2 separate regions of the Sus scrofa genome follow, and region 1 is linked to region 2. Evidence: chromatin contacts called from public HiChIP or PLAC-seq data. All regions are on one chromosome and are shown on one strand. Each heading gives the region's core, a stretch centred on a gene start, on an enhancer-like site or on the middle of the called end of the contact. The rest is flanking DNA. Distances are from core to core; before and after follow the strand shown. Region 1 has its middle 59 kb from the start of KLF13. Region 2 holds the start of KLF13 (Kruppel like factor 13).

Evidence for each region. HiChIP or PLAC-seq counts read pairs in DNA pulled down with a chosen protein or histone mark.
Region 1: a contact with region 2 is called in an H3K27ac HiChIP or PLAC-seq map of alveolar macrophages. The contact joins the enhancer-like site here to the promoter of KLF13 in region 2. A contact is called at or near these places in 3 of 5 promoter capture datasets (fetal liver and liver), 4 of 47 Hi-C or Micro-C datasets (blood, brain, fetal liver and 1 more) and 2 of 2 datasets of contacts at active chromatin or transcription factors (alveolar macrophages and skeletal muscle).

The regions. Positions count from the first base shown.
Region 1 is chr1:143,595,652-143,601,931 of Sscrofa11.1, forward strand. No RefSeq gene overlaps it. Among named protein-coding and RNA genes, the nearest start is that of KLF13, 59 kb to the left of the region's middle. Within about 2 kb of position 4,895, at least 31 of the 83 cell types and tissues checked have an H3K27ac peak or open chromatin away from gene starts, as enhancers often do. A contact at or near this core is called in alveolar macrophages, fetal liver, liver and 1 more, where this site is marked.
Region 2 is chr1:143,537,436-143,543,568 of Sscrofa11.1, forward strand. It overlaps KLF13 (Kruppel like factor 13), which reads right to left and starts at 2,798. Exons shown (of 2, transcript NM_001011505.1): 1 at 2,210-2,798. The coding sequence starts at 2,798.

The DNA of each region.
Region 1 (6,280 bases), core at 3,645-6,144, 60 kb after region 2:
GGCAGGCAGCCCGCCGTCTGGATCCTGCCTGGACTTCTACCAACAGCCACACCCTCCCTAGCACGGCGGTTTAATTTTTTCTTTCTATTGCCAGCAACCATGCAGCCCTCTGCAAAGGCCTCCAGAAGGCTGCCCTGTATAGCTACAAGTCCAAAGTTCTCGGCCTGGCAGCCAGGTCTCTTACTATAACCTGGGCCCGCCCAGCTCTGCCAAACCAAATGGGCTGCAGCTCCTGGAAGGCAGAGCACCACTGCTCTTCCCTTCCCTGGCCTCAGAGCTGGCCCAGCTCCACACTTGGAGGCCTGCCTAACCCACTCTCTGCAGACTGTGAGAATCACATGCAGCCCTAGCCTCTCCAGCCGTGTCCACAAGCCTGCAGGCTGTTTCGTCCTCCACACCAAGCTTGGCATTATTATTTGCTTCATTTTGCAGTTGAGATTTCTGAAGCCCAAGCAGAAAACTAGGAAGGCTGGAGCTGGAATTGGAACCTGGGCCCCTGGGCCTTCCTGGTGGGTGGAACATCAGAGAAGCCCATCATTCCTTTGCTCTGGGCCAGCTGGCCACATCTGGGCCTCTTGACCAAGCTTCACAACCTGGAGTTCAGTGGCTTATTTGCAGTTCCCTGCCAGGCACTGGGCCAGGCTCAGCAAGTAGACATAGGCATGCCCTACACCCTTCATGGACATGGCAAGGCTAAAGGAGCCAGGGGAGGGCAGGGCAAACAGGGTCCAGGCCACAGCCCTGTTAGCCACAGAGTGTGAAGCATCTGGCCCAGTCTAGAACCTTCTTGCCTGCCTCTTTTCCATGACCCCAAGGCCTGTGTTGGTACCAACTTTGCCGCCGTGTAGGGGGACACCTTGGACAGTCAGTCTGGATTCATCTTCTGTCCTTGTGCTGAACTGTCAGCCTGAACCATGCCTGGGCCTTGGCTAGGTCACAAGTTCATTTTCTCAGCGGCCTGCTCTCCCAAGAATTAAGAACCTTTGAGTTCTTAAATATGGTTGTACTTCTAAACATTGACTCCCGAGACTTAAATGGTTTTAGTGTCTTCTAGGAGGGCTAAACCAGCTTCCAGCTCCCACCAAGTTCACATCCCAACAGAAGACCTGCCTCACAAGGAGTCCAGTAATATCCATCCTGAGAGCTTTACAGCATTGCCAGGGGGAACTCAGACTCACTTTGTGTTTTCAAGAGTTCCCCTGCCCTGTTCTTACCATGCGAGGTGACCTGTGCATGGGAATACAGGTACACAGGTCAGCTATGTCAGGAGGAGAGGACGTCAAGGTAAAAACAAGAGTCTGTTTGCTATTGGCTCCATCCCTGCTTTTTGTGCTTCCTTGGAATTTCAAGAATGCTGAGAACTACATCTCCCAGACTCCTTTGTAGCAGATTTGTGTTAGAAAGACCCTGGAAGAAGGTGACAGGTGAGAGGCAGAGAGGAGCCAACTTGCTGCTGGCTGCAGCTTTGATGGTGCCAGTGGGTGAATCTTTGACAATAGTCACCTGACCTTGACTGGGGTCAGCTTGACTGTGTTCAGTTGGCAGTTGGGCTGAGCACCTGGTAGCCTGTGTGGTTAGCTTGGTCTTCCTCACAGCATGGCAGCTTTGGGGAGCAAGACTTCTCATGTGCTATGAAAGGTGAGTGTGTACCCCCAGGGGGCCAAGGGAGTGGGCAGAACCCCAGGTAAAGGGTAGAGATGACTTTTCCTCAGCTCAAGACTCAGCATCAGGGCTCACAGTGCACTCTTGGGGGCCCATCCAATGTACACACCTGGGGTAGTGAGCTCTGAGCTCCCATAGGCTCACAGATGCATCCGGTGTCTGGCAGGGGTGGGGAGGCCCAGAGGGTAGCCAGCAAGCAAAAGCAGTGCTCTCGAGGGGAGGGGGCCACAGGGACAAGAGCAGCAGGAAGTGACAAAGACTCTCTCAAAGACTCTCTCCTTGAGCAAACTTCAGCCAGGCTGCTCTGACTAGGCTTCAAACTTGACCTGTAAAAACTGCAGACTCAGCACAAACGGCTTCATCCACTCTCCCCACCGTCCACACACACTAAGGCACTTGACTAAGCCCCAGCATAGCTCTTAATAGCTCAAGGCGGCAGGTCTAGGATGATGGCTCAAGTTCCTGCCTGAGAAAGCTCAGTGCCCCCTGGAAAATCCGTTTGTCCCAGTCAAACTCTGGTGACAGGAAGAGAGGTCCCTAAAACCCCTCTGAGAGTAGTTACTTCAGAACACTTGTAAGTCCTTTCTCTGCCCTTCTAGTCTCCCACCACTGGAGCTGGGAGTTGTTTCTTTGAAATGCAAACATTCAGGGAGCTGTCCTGCAGCACCGGCCTGGAAGGGTAGGAGCCAATTCCCAGGTTGGGGTGGAGGGGTCTTGGTCTAACTTGCACCGCTGCCCTTTGTCCTAAAGACACAAGAAGGAAGAAGCTCTTTTCTGACCCAGAGAGGCACCAACTTAACAAACCCTGTGGCCTGGTCCGTTCCCCCAGTGAGCTTCAGCCTTTAAAAAAATTGCCTTCCTCCCAACCCCAACCATGGCTTTGGCTGGGTTCCAACTTTGTTTATCTTTGCCAGAGGCAAGAGGCCAGGACAGGACTCACTCTCACTGTTGGCACCTGTCCTGCATGCCCCCGCCCATCTTTAAGGAGCGTCTACAAAGTTTGGGGACACATAAAATATGCTACTTTGTCATTTGACAGAATGACATCTGACTTTTTTGGCTGAGAGAAACCTTTTTCAGGACCGTACTCCACCCCTCCAGACCCAAATCTGTCATGAAGCAGGCATTTGATAAGATTCTCTCTGAACTGGCCGGGTTTTCCTGGGTCTGTAGCTCGGGGCATGAGTTTAGATTAGGGCCACCTTCAAGCACGCAGGGCAGCCAGACCCAGGGCCAAGTTGCTGGAGATCTGGGTGGTCAGCCCCCCACCCCTGCACCTGCCCCAGGCTTCAGCCTTAAGGTACCCAATGAGGAAAATGGCCCGAGGCAGAGGGCAGGGGTTAATCTAGTCCAACTCAGGTGCGAACTTCTGGGCCACCACTCTGGGGACACAGCACAGTTGTCCATCCTTCAACTGAGTAAAGGGCCTGTGAGCTTAAATGACTGTGGACATGAGACATATATATGGAAATATGGATGCCAGCCCCACCAGGGTAAGCTCCTCTGAGGGGGCACACACAGCCCCAGGGGAGGGAAAGCCCCTGGGTGTACAGACGTGTGTGTGCCTGTTGATGTGTGTGTGCACGCATGCACAGTTACATGTATGTTCCTGTGAAGTTGTGCAAGTTCAGCTTCTGCATCTCTGGTGGCCACTGGTCTCAGGGGTCTGGGTAGGGCTGAGAAAGGAGAAATACCTACAGGCAGAGGCCAAGGGAATGGGGACAACTGCTCTGGCAGCTCCTGAGAAGTCAGAAGGGCAAGAGGCAGGTCTTTGGTAGCTTAGTACCTGGCTCCTCTGGGGTAGGCTGGTGTGGACCTCCTAGTCCTGCCAGAGGCTGGACTCTCTCATGCCTGCGGCACCCACCCCACCAGAGGCCCTGACTCCTGAAATGTTGCACCTGCAGAGAATGGAGTAGGTCTAAGCCTGTTGTGGAGGGTGGTAGGGGGCAGGGAGACAGCCCAGAAGGCCTCCTTCTTCAAGGAGGGCAGCCAGAGCTGGGCCTGTTGACCCCAAGAGTGGAAACCTACAGATCCGCAGGATAAAAGATGGGGGACCCCACCACAAATGACAAACAAAATAGGTGCCCCTGCTGAACCACCAGAGGATCCTTCTGAGGCCTCCTGACTTCTGGAGCACCCCCTGTGGCCTCCTCTCTCCACTGCCTGCCTGGCGGGGCTCCATGCAGAGGGTCTATCCTGTCTCCTGGGGCCCAGCTCTGTTCTCAAGAGCAGCGGCCTTGGGTCCCCAGTGTGCCCAAGAGCCCTGAGGTGAAACTGCAGCATCCCACACCTGGGGGCTGCTTTGCCCCTCACCAGCTCCGGCCTCAGGGCAACTGTCAGCGCAGCCAGAGAGCTGAGCCCAAGTCACAGTCTTCAAACAAACTACACTCTTCTCCATCAGAGGGGGGGTTTTGGGGATTTGAAAAACAGTCCTTCTTTCCTTGCTGTGTAGGCAATGAGACCAAGGCTGAACCCTTGGGCCCAGCTGCAGCTAGAGCTGTTTTTCTCTTCTTGTGGTTTCTCCTTGGGGTTAAGTAATGTTTCATTTCTCAGCATAACGACCAACGCAGGCCTCTCCCCACAGTGTCAACACAGCCTGATGGGTGGGGAAACTGGGGGGCTGCACCAGCCCTTGGGTCCCCAGGCTCCTTACTAGTGAAGGAATGAGAGACCCCAGTGCTCTCCCAAGGCGATGGGTGGAGGGAGAGGCAGAGGAGTGTTCTAGAAAGATTAGGACACGGTGAATGCCAAACACAGCGGGCACCACTCCTGTGAGAGATGTTTATCACCAACCACACGGCACCCGTGTGTCTCAAAGGGAGAAGGTCCCCTGCTCTGGGCTGGCACCCCTCTCCTCTGGGAGGGTCCCCTTCCCCATTCCTAGGCCTCTTGCTATGAGGAAAACAGCTTCCTGAAGCCTCTGCTGGCTATCTGTCCTTTGTAGGGATACATTCCTGACTTCGGGGAGCCCCTGGAGTGCAGAGGTGGGGGTGGGGTCCCCTGACTCCCATACCCCTGCTCCCAAGGAATGCAATCCATTGGGTTGGGGTGTTGGGGGTGGGGTGGGGAGTAGAGGGTGGGGGGTGGGAGGGTGCTTGCAGCACCCAGAGTCTGGAAAGGGGGAGAGCAAAAGTAGGGTGTGGATTCTGCAGGCGGATCTGCAGCCTTTGTCAGTGGCCACGGTGCAGGGCACTTCCTGAAATGTGCGATCCTTCCCTGGCAGTTCCCCTCCCCCAGGTTCACACAGGGTCACCCACAGGCCTCTCCTCCCTGTGGTGCTCAGAGGCTCCACCCCAGTGCTCAGCCCAGGACAGGGAGCTCCTGCCAGAGGCCTGGGGACCCTGCAAGCCCCCTGAAGCTGCCACCCCTCTTTCCCTAAGTGACCCCAAGCTGGGGACGTCACAGCCATCCTCTTCCCCCTTCTCAAAGCCAAAAGGTTCTAGGTCCTACTCCCTTTGGATCTTAAACCCATAACTAAATTCAAGCCTCTGGCTGCCAAGTGCACAGTTTTTAAAGGCAGCCATGGGAGGGGCCTGAGAGGGGCCGCTGGGGAACATAGGTGCTGGCCAGATAGGGTTCCTGGGCACTAGGGTCCCCAGAGAAATGCAGCCTGGGCCACTATCGAGGGAGCCAGGATACCAACTGGCTCCCACCCTGTGACTGGGGGTTGGAATAAGAAGAGAGACCAGTTCAGGAACCTGCAACCTCAGTGGGGTTTCCGTTCAGCTGGCATTTACGGAACTCTGGCTTTGTGCCAGGACAGCGCTCAGCACTGGGAAGGCGCCAAGAGGAAGGGGGCCAGATGCAAGGGGGTGGGGGATCCCAGGTCCCCAGCCTGCCAGCTGGTGAGGGCAGGGGGAGATCCCGTGGAGGTGGGGGAGGTCCTATGGAGGTGGAGGAGGCTGCTTCTGCGGAGAGAGCCTTGCAGAGCCGAGGCCGGGGGGGTGGGGTAGGGTGGGGTGGGAGTCTGAGCTTATGCATCATGGACAAAGAGACCCTTTCAGGTCCCCAGTCAAGAGTGACAACTGCAGGCCAGAGATCCCAAAAGATGTCACCAGTAGTTCTGGCAGAATTTAAAGGCTGGACTGCCATGGCCTTCTAGGGGGATTCACAAGGGCCTTTCTGAGATGTGGAGTCAAGTGAAGAGAGTTGGGAAGGACATTCAATTTCAAGGTAGAACTACAGTCCCAGCTCTCATGCTCACTGCGTGTAGGATGCATGTGCTGTGAGATCAACTTTTCTGCAGACCCTGGGGTCTTAGAGCTCAGGCCAGATTTTCTAGAGGAAGAGAAATTCTGGGAAGATCTGTGTATGATCTAGGTCTTTTGCAAATAACCATTTCTAGCTGGCTTTACACAAAAAGGGGAACTTAGGGCAAGAAAACCATCCTAGAGTTTCTAAGAGTCCAAGGGCAGGGATGGCGGGCTCTGGGATGGCAGCCTGGGACCTGGGGATTTGGGGGACCCAGGGTCCCTTTACCCCTCTACTGGACTCTCTCTGCATTGGCGTGGCCCCTGGACCTCCTTCAAGTTTATATTTCTGCAAAATGAGCTGGGGTCTCCTGGGGCCAGTTCCATCCTCCTGAGGAGTCTCCGGTTGTCCTGGCTTGGGTCCGGCT
Region 2 (6,133 bases), core at 1,548-4,047:
GCCAGCTGGCTTAGCTTCTCCCTTCTGTGAGCTGTCTCTGCCTCCTTTATAAACCCCACTTACTTATGCTCTGCACACCTGAATCAGGTTGCAAATGGGCTTCCAGGAGATGCTCTAGGCCAGAAATAGGTCTTGGTTCATAATAGGATTCACCTAGGGCACCATTAAACTACAGTCAGCCGCTGGGACCTGGAAATCTGCATTCCCAAGGGCCCCAAAGGAACCCTGATCACTCCTGACTTGGAGATCTACAACTGCTCCGGCAGCTGGAGTTTCTGCACACCTGGAGGACGGGCCAACTCCCTGCTTTAACGACAGGCATGTCACACTCCAGGCGGAGTATGGATTCCACCCTCTTTTGGCTGCCTCGGGTTTCCTAGGCATCACAGAGAGGCTGGCTTCCAACCCACTGCGAGGCATGGTTTCCCAGCGTTCCTGCCCCAACTATCACCCCTGCCTTGTGCCGCGAAGGGCACAAGGAGCCTGAACCAGGGCTGGTAGTGGGGGGTGGCCAATCGGGAAGGCACCCTCAGGCGAAGGCGCGGGGGAGCCCCGCCCCTGGGGCAGTCCCTTTGCAATTCAAGAACCTGGTACCGGGTGCTGCGGTATGGGAGGCCACAGTAAAAACAAGCTGAAAAAGGGTTTTCTAATCAAGTTCCCAGCCCCATACCGGCCACGTCCCTCAAGCAGCACTCAACCGCAGCCACGCCCCAAACGCTGGCCCTTCCCGGGACTCAGGGTCCACCAGGCTGGGAAGCTAGCTTGGCCCCTCCCCCACAACCACACCCACTCTTGCAGTAACGTCCCCACCACCTCCTGAGTCCACACACCCCTAATTCTGACTCAGAAAGCACAGAAAAGGCCCCACCTTCACCCGCGACCCTGCCACGTGGTTTGAGGCGGCCACAGCGTGGGACCAGAAATTCGGGGAGGAAAGGAAAGCCTCGGAGAGGAAAGTTCGTGGGATCCAGTTCTTGACGCTTGCAAACCCTGGGCCGCCTGAGTTCTAAATTTACAGGGAGAAAAGAGCCTTTCAGCTCTAGGTTTTTGAAGACTGCGTTTTGTAAATCGGTTATTTAATTAGCTTGTGGATTATTTTACAAATGAGAAACCTAATCCTTTGATAACAAAGTAACGGTATAAGGGTTCTGAATTAGGTAAGACTTAAAAAGAGTCACCCAAGAGTTCGCGTGACCTCAGAGGATATACACGATTCTTTCAACCAAACTAAGAGAGAAAGATTAGAACAATTAATTAGAAGGTTGTTTCTACTTTTGTGTTTTAAAAAAAAAAATAACCTCAGAGGAATTAACGACAACGTCCCGGGCCCGCACTAAGGGAAATGCTGCCTGGGGGTGGGGGTCGGGGTCGGGCGGCGGTCCGCGGCACCCAGGCCGCCGATTCCGGACGGCCGCCCGCCCCCGTGCAGGTGCTGCCTGCCCGCATCCGGCCCTGGCAGGTGAGAGCGGGTCTGGGAGGAGGGCGGCGCAGAACGACAGGCTGGAGGCAGAGCGGTCCTTTTAGGAGAAAGCGCCGACCAGCCGGGAGCCCCTCGAGTCCAGCGCGCCTCCGCCGCCGGATGGGCGGGGTTCCCACAAAGAGCCGCGGGCAAGAACCCGGGACCGCCCCCCGCGTCGGTCGCCACCAGCTCTGGTTTCGACAAATTAAACCTTAGAGCGCTGGAAAAATTACAGGAAGAGCGAAGAATGTGCCGAGCTGCTGGAGGGAGCCCTGTCCCCGCGTGAACTTCGCCCACCGCGCTCCCGAGCCGGCCCCTCCCCGCCGCTCCCGAGAGCGCGCCCAGCCGACGAGGGAGGGGCCAGGCGAGGACACCCCTCCCCCCCGGCTCCCGGGCGCCGCGGCCGCCCACCTCCCCGGGCGGCACCCGCGGCCCCCACTGCCCCCACGCAGCTCGCCCGCACCTGCCCGCGCGCACCCCGGCCCGGATGACGACATTCGCCCCCGCAGCCCCGCCCGAGCGCACCCGGGGAGGGGGCGTGCCCGGCGGGGGCGCGGTCGCCGGGCGGGCGCCGGCAGCCAGCGCCAGGACCCGCCTCGCGCGGCTCTCAGGGTCGACCGCAACCCGGAGCGGCGGGGGAAGGGGCGAGGCCCTGACCACCTCCCGCGCCCAAGCCGGAGGCTCCGGGGGCGTGTCTGGGCGACCCGCACTAGCCCAGGTCTGCGCGAGTGCCCGGGCCGCCCCACTGACCTGTGTGAGTTCTCAGGTGCGCCTTGAGGTGCGAGGATTTCCCGTAAACTTTCTCACAGCCCGCATAGTGGCACTTGTGCTTTCTCTGGGGGGACTCGAGGTCGGCGCGACTTCGGCCCCGCCGGCCCCTTTGTCTGAGGCTGGGCTCGCCGCTCCCCGCGGGCCCCGGCTCTCGCTCGGGCTCCAGACCCGCCTCAGGCTCGGGCTCGGGCTCGCTCCACGCCGGGCTAAGAGGCGCGGCCGCCGCGCCTCCAGCACCGGGGGAGGCGGGCTCGGGGGCGGGTGGCGGCGCGGGCGGCAGGCGGCAGGGGGTCCTCGCCTTCCTGGCGGCGGCGCCTTCTCTGCGCTCCGCCGAGACGGGTGCCGGTGCTTGCTGGTTAAGGTCCGCCAGGATCCGCGCCACTACGAAGAGCGAGGCGCTGTCCTTGCCGTCGCGGCGCTCCTCGACGTGGGGCAGCGTGGCGGCGACAGCGGCCGCGCCCTCGGGTCCCGGCTCCGGCCCCTCTCGCGGCCCGTGTACGACCGCGCGGCTCGACATGGACACGAGGCACTCGGCGGCGAAGTGGTCCACATAGGCGGCGGCTGCCATGGTGCGGGCTCCAGCCGGCAGGCGGGAGACTGCTAGTCGCTGCGAGTCGTCAGCAGCGCATCCGCACCCACGGCCTCCGGAGAGCGGGCGGGGGGCGGGGGCGCGGCGCGCCCTCTCCGCCGGCTGGGCTGGGCGCGCAGCCGCCTCTGCCGTCACCCGCGCTGCTCCGCGTCTGCTAAGCGCCCGCCCGGCTGGGCACCTCAGAGTGAGCGCATGGGGGGCGCGGACGAGTAGGGTCCCCGCGCGGCGTCAGTGGCGGCCTGTCCTATGGATGCCGAGCGGCGACGTTAGGGACGACCTCCCCGAGCCGTGGCCGCAGCCTCGCCGCGCATTGTGGCAGGCGGGACAGCCGCCGTGCGCGCCGCGGCTCGGTGTGGGCGGCCCGGCCCCGGGGGTGGGCGGGGCCGGGGCCACATCTGGACCCGACGTCAGCCCCCAGCCACATCCTGGCGGCGCAGGTTACAGGCGGCGGCGGCGGCCGCAGGGAGCTGCGCACGCGGAGGGGGCGGGGATCCCGGAGCGCGCACCGGCGGGATAGCGGTCGCGTGCCCGCGCCTGGTGAGGGGGCGTGGCTAAGGACCAGGGCCGGCGCCATTGGTCCATGAGTACTCAGCCGGGCCAATCCGTACAGCCAGAGGCTCCCACCCGGCCTTGGGGCCTGCGCGTGCCGATGGGCGTGTCCCCTCAGCCGGCGGGAGGAGGAGCGGAAATTGGAGCCCGGAGCCGGGCACGCTGACGCACGACGTCCGAGGCGGGCCTGGGCGGGGCCGTTCCCCCTCCTCTCCGTGGCGGGGACCCCGCAGGGTATTTTCCTGCCGGAGCTTTTGTACCTTGACTGCCTTGAACCTCGGCGCGGTGGCGAGAGCTCGGGAGAGCACCCCTTTGTCCCTCCAGCCCCGCTTGTGTCGGGCGCGCCTCGCAGGGCTCGCCTCGCTTCTCCCTTTCTTCTCCAGAGCGAGGTTTGCCCGGCAAGGAGGCGTGTCCGCTAAGCCCGGCGGGTCTACTGGCCCCGAGTCGGGCCTGGACAACCACGGCGCACACCGCTGAAACCAGGTTGATGGGTGGCCGCGCCCCGAGACTCAGGCCGCTCTCCGCCCTTGGTTCCTGCCCAGCTGAGCCCTGAACCCTCGGCGCGGCCAGCCCGAGAGCGGTGGTCTCGTGTGGGGCGAGGTCGCTCCCGCAGGAGGAACCGCAGGAGGGCGGCGGGGGATCAGCGCAAGCCGCGCTGCCCTTGAGCCCAGGTCAGCTGGAGCTTGGACTGGCCCAGGCTGGTGGCTAGCCTGGCAGCGCGAGTGATGTGCCCACTGCGTCCTGTGTTCGCAAGAATTACGTGCCTGGGCGCCGGCCGCGCTGCTCAAGGAACGTGGGGCCCCTCCCTCCGCAGGCCTGCTGCCAGCTTCTGCAGGCTGCCCTTCTCCCGCGGCTGTCGCGCAGGCTTCAAACGCCACCGGCTGCGAGGGCCCCGCCCACCGCGCCCCACCCACCTAAGGTCGGGGCCTCCGGGGGAGGAAGTGCTCTGCTGCCCCGCCCCGCCAGCTTTGCCCTTGGCCCTCACCTGCGCCTTCATCCTGTCGCGTGGCACCTCCCCCCCCCCCTCTTCTCCTGGCCTAGACCAACATCAAAGAGGCCGGAAAGGAGTGCAAGCCCCTGACCCCAGGAGACAGGCTGGAGTCCACAGTTCCTAGTTCATTTCTTAATGGACGTTCAGAGGAATCAGCTGCCCAAGCAGGGAGCTTGTAGAGGGAGAACAGCCCAGACATTAGGCCCCTGTGGACTGGAGAAGAGGGATGGGTGGAAGAGAGTCAATCGCACAAAATTAAGAGCAGCCATTTTTCACCGAATTAATTTTGGGCTTGGGTAGAAAAATCTACTCCTTCCAGGTCACCAAGGAGCAACTGAGACGAGCATTTTGGGTTCCATGTTACTGTGACCTGTAAACTGGTGTGGTCGTTTGAGTGCCCTGGGTATCTGTAACAAAAACTCGGAAGTTCCCTCTCACCGGGAACTATACAATACGCTCACTGGGAAGACTACACAGTACTCTATGGTGCGGTGGGTTCTGCTGTGGTGGGTTCGGTACTATGCCAACAGGGTCAGGTTCCTCTTAAGAGGGTCTCCTCTTGGCAGGAGGTAATCACTCTTATCCCAGACAGATTGTGTTGATGACATTTAAGAGACGTGTGTTCTGACCAAGTAATGATTCAGAATGTTCCTCCAGTCCCACCACATGTCACAATTCATCTCTGTAAGTATGGGAATGGCCCTACACTGACTTACCAGCAGCGCATCCCCTCCCCTTCCCCCTCTGGCTAGGATTCTGCCCAGTCTAATTAGGTACCACCTCTCCATTTCTCTTCTGAGACTCCCCAGTCAGTACACACATTGGAAGGCCTCCTATGAGTAGGCACAATTCTAGGCACTGGGCTATGGCCATGGACTAGACACCTGCCCTATGCAAGGGGAGGCAGGCCTGGGTCAAAGGTCCTCTGCACTGACACCCCCACACACACCCATCCACGGCCAGAAACCAGACTCACTGAGGGTTTTGACTGTGCACCCCTCCCCCCCCAACCCTCCCACCGCCTGGCATTCTGGAGGCAAAACTCAGCCCCTTAGCTTGTTTCTCAAGGATCTTCAAAGGAAGCCTCAGGCCTAGCAGCATTTACCCCAATCCCACATGGGAGTATTTTCCGGATACATACGTTTCTCTTTCCCAGAGGGAACTCTCACCATAACTTCAGGCCCATGTTTTCCTTGCTAGATAGGATTTTGACAGAGGTGGCTTCTTTATGTATGAGGGTGGGTGAGATCAAGTGTCAGATGGAAAAAACAGAATAAACAAAAGCAGGGTGGGGGAGATCTGCCCAGAGCAAGTGGATGGAGATGTATGGGGGAGGGGGAAGGGCGTGAAAAGGCTGCACTGAAATGGGGGCTTAAGTTTCCACTGAAGGTGGTTGGGTTGATGGTTTGTGTTGACTCTAACTTCTGGAGCCTCCTGAAACAGCAGAAAATTGGCTTGTCGTAGGGCACAAATTAGCAAGAATGGAGCAAGCAAGGGAAGAAGTAACTGCAACATGATTTTTGAAGTTAAAATTTTTAACAGGCCTGAGAAAATGAAATCTGGAAATGGTAGCCAGGAAGGAAAACCAAAAACAAACTCTGAAGTTCCCAGAAGGTTCACCTTCTGGATGTGGCTGTGAATGGGGGCTAAGATAATAATTGGCTGAAGGTCTTCTTAACAGATTCCCAGATCCTCTTCCCCATCTTAACCACAGACTGGATGTCTATCATCTATAGAAGGTAAAAGGGAGCATATTGGGCTAAGTGATACCAAG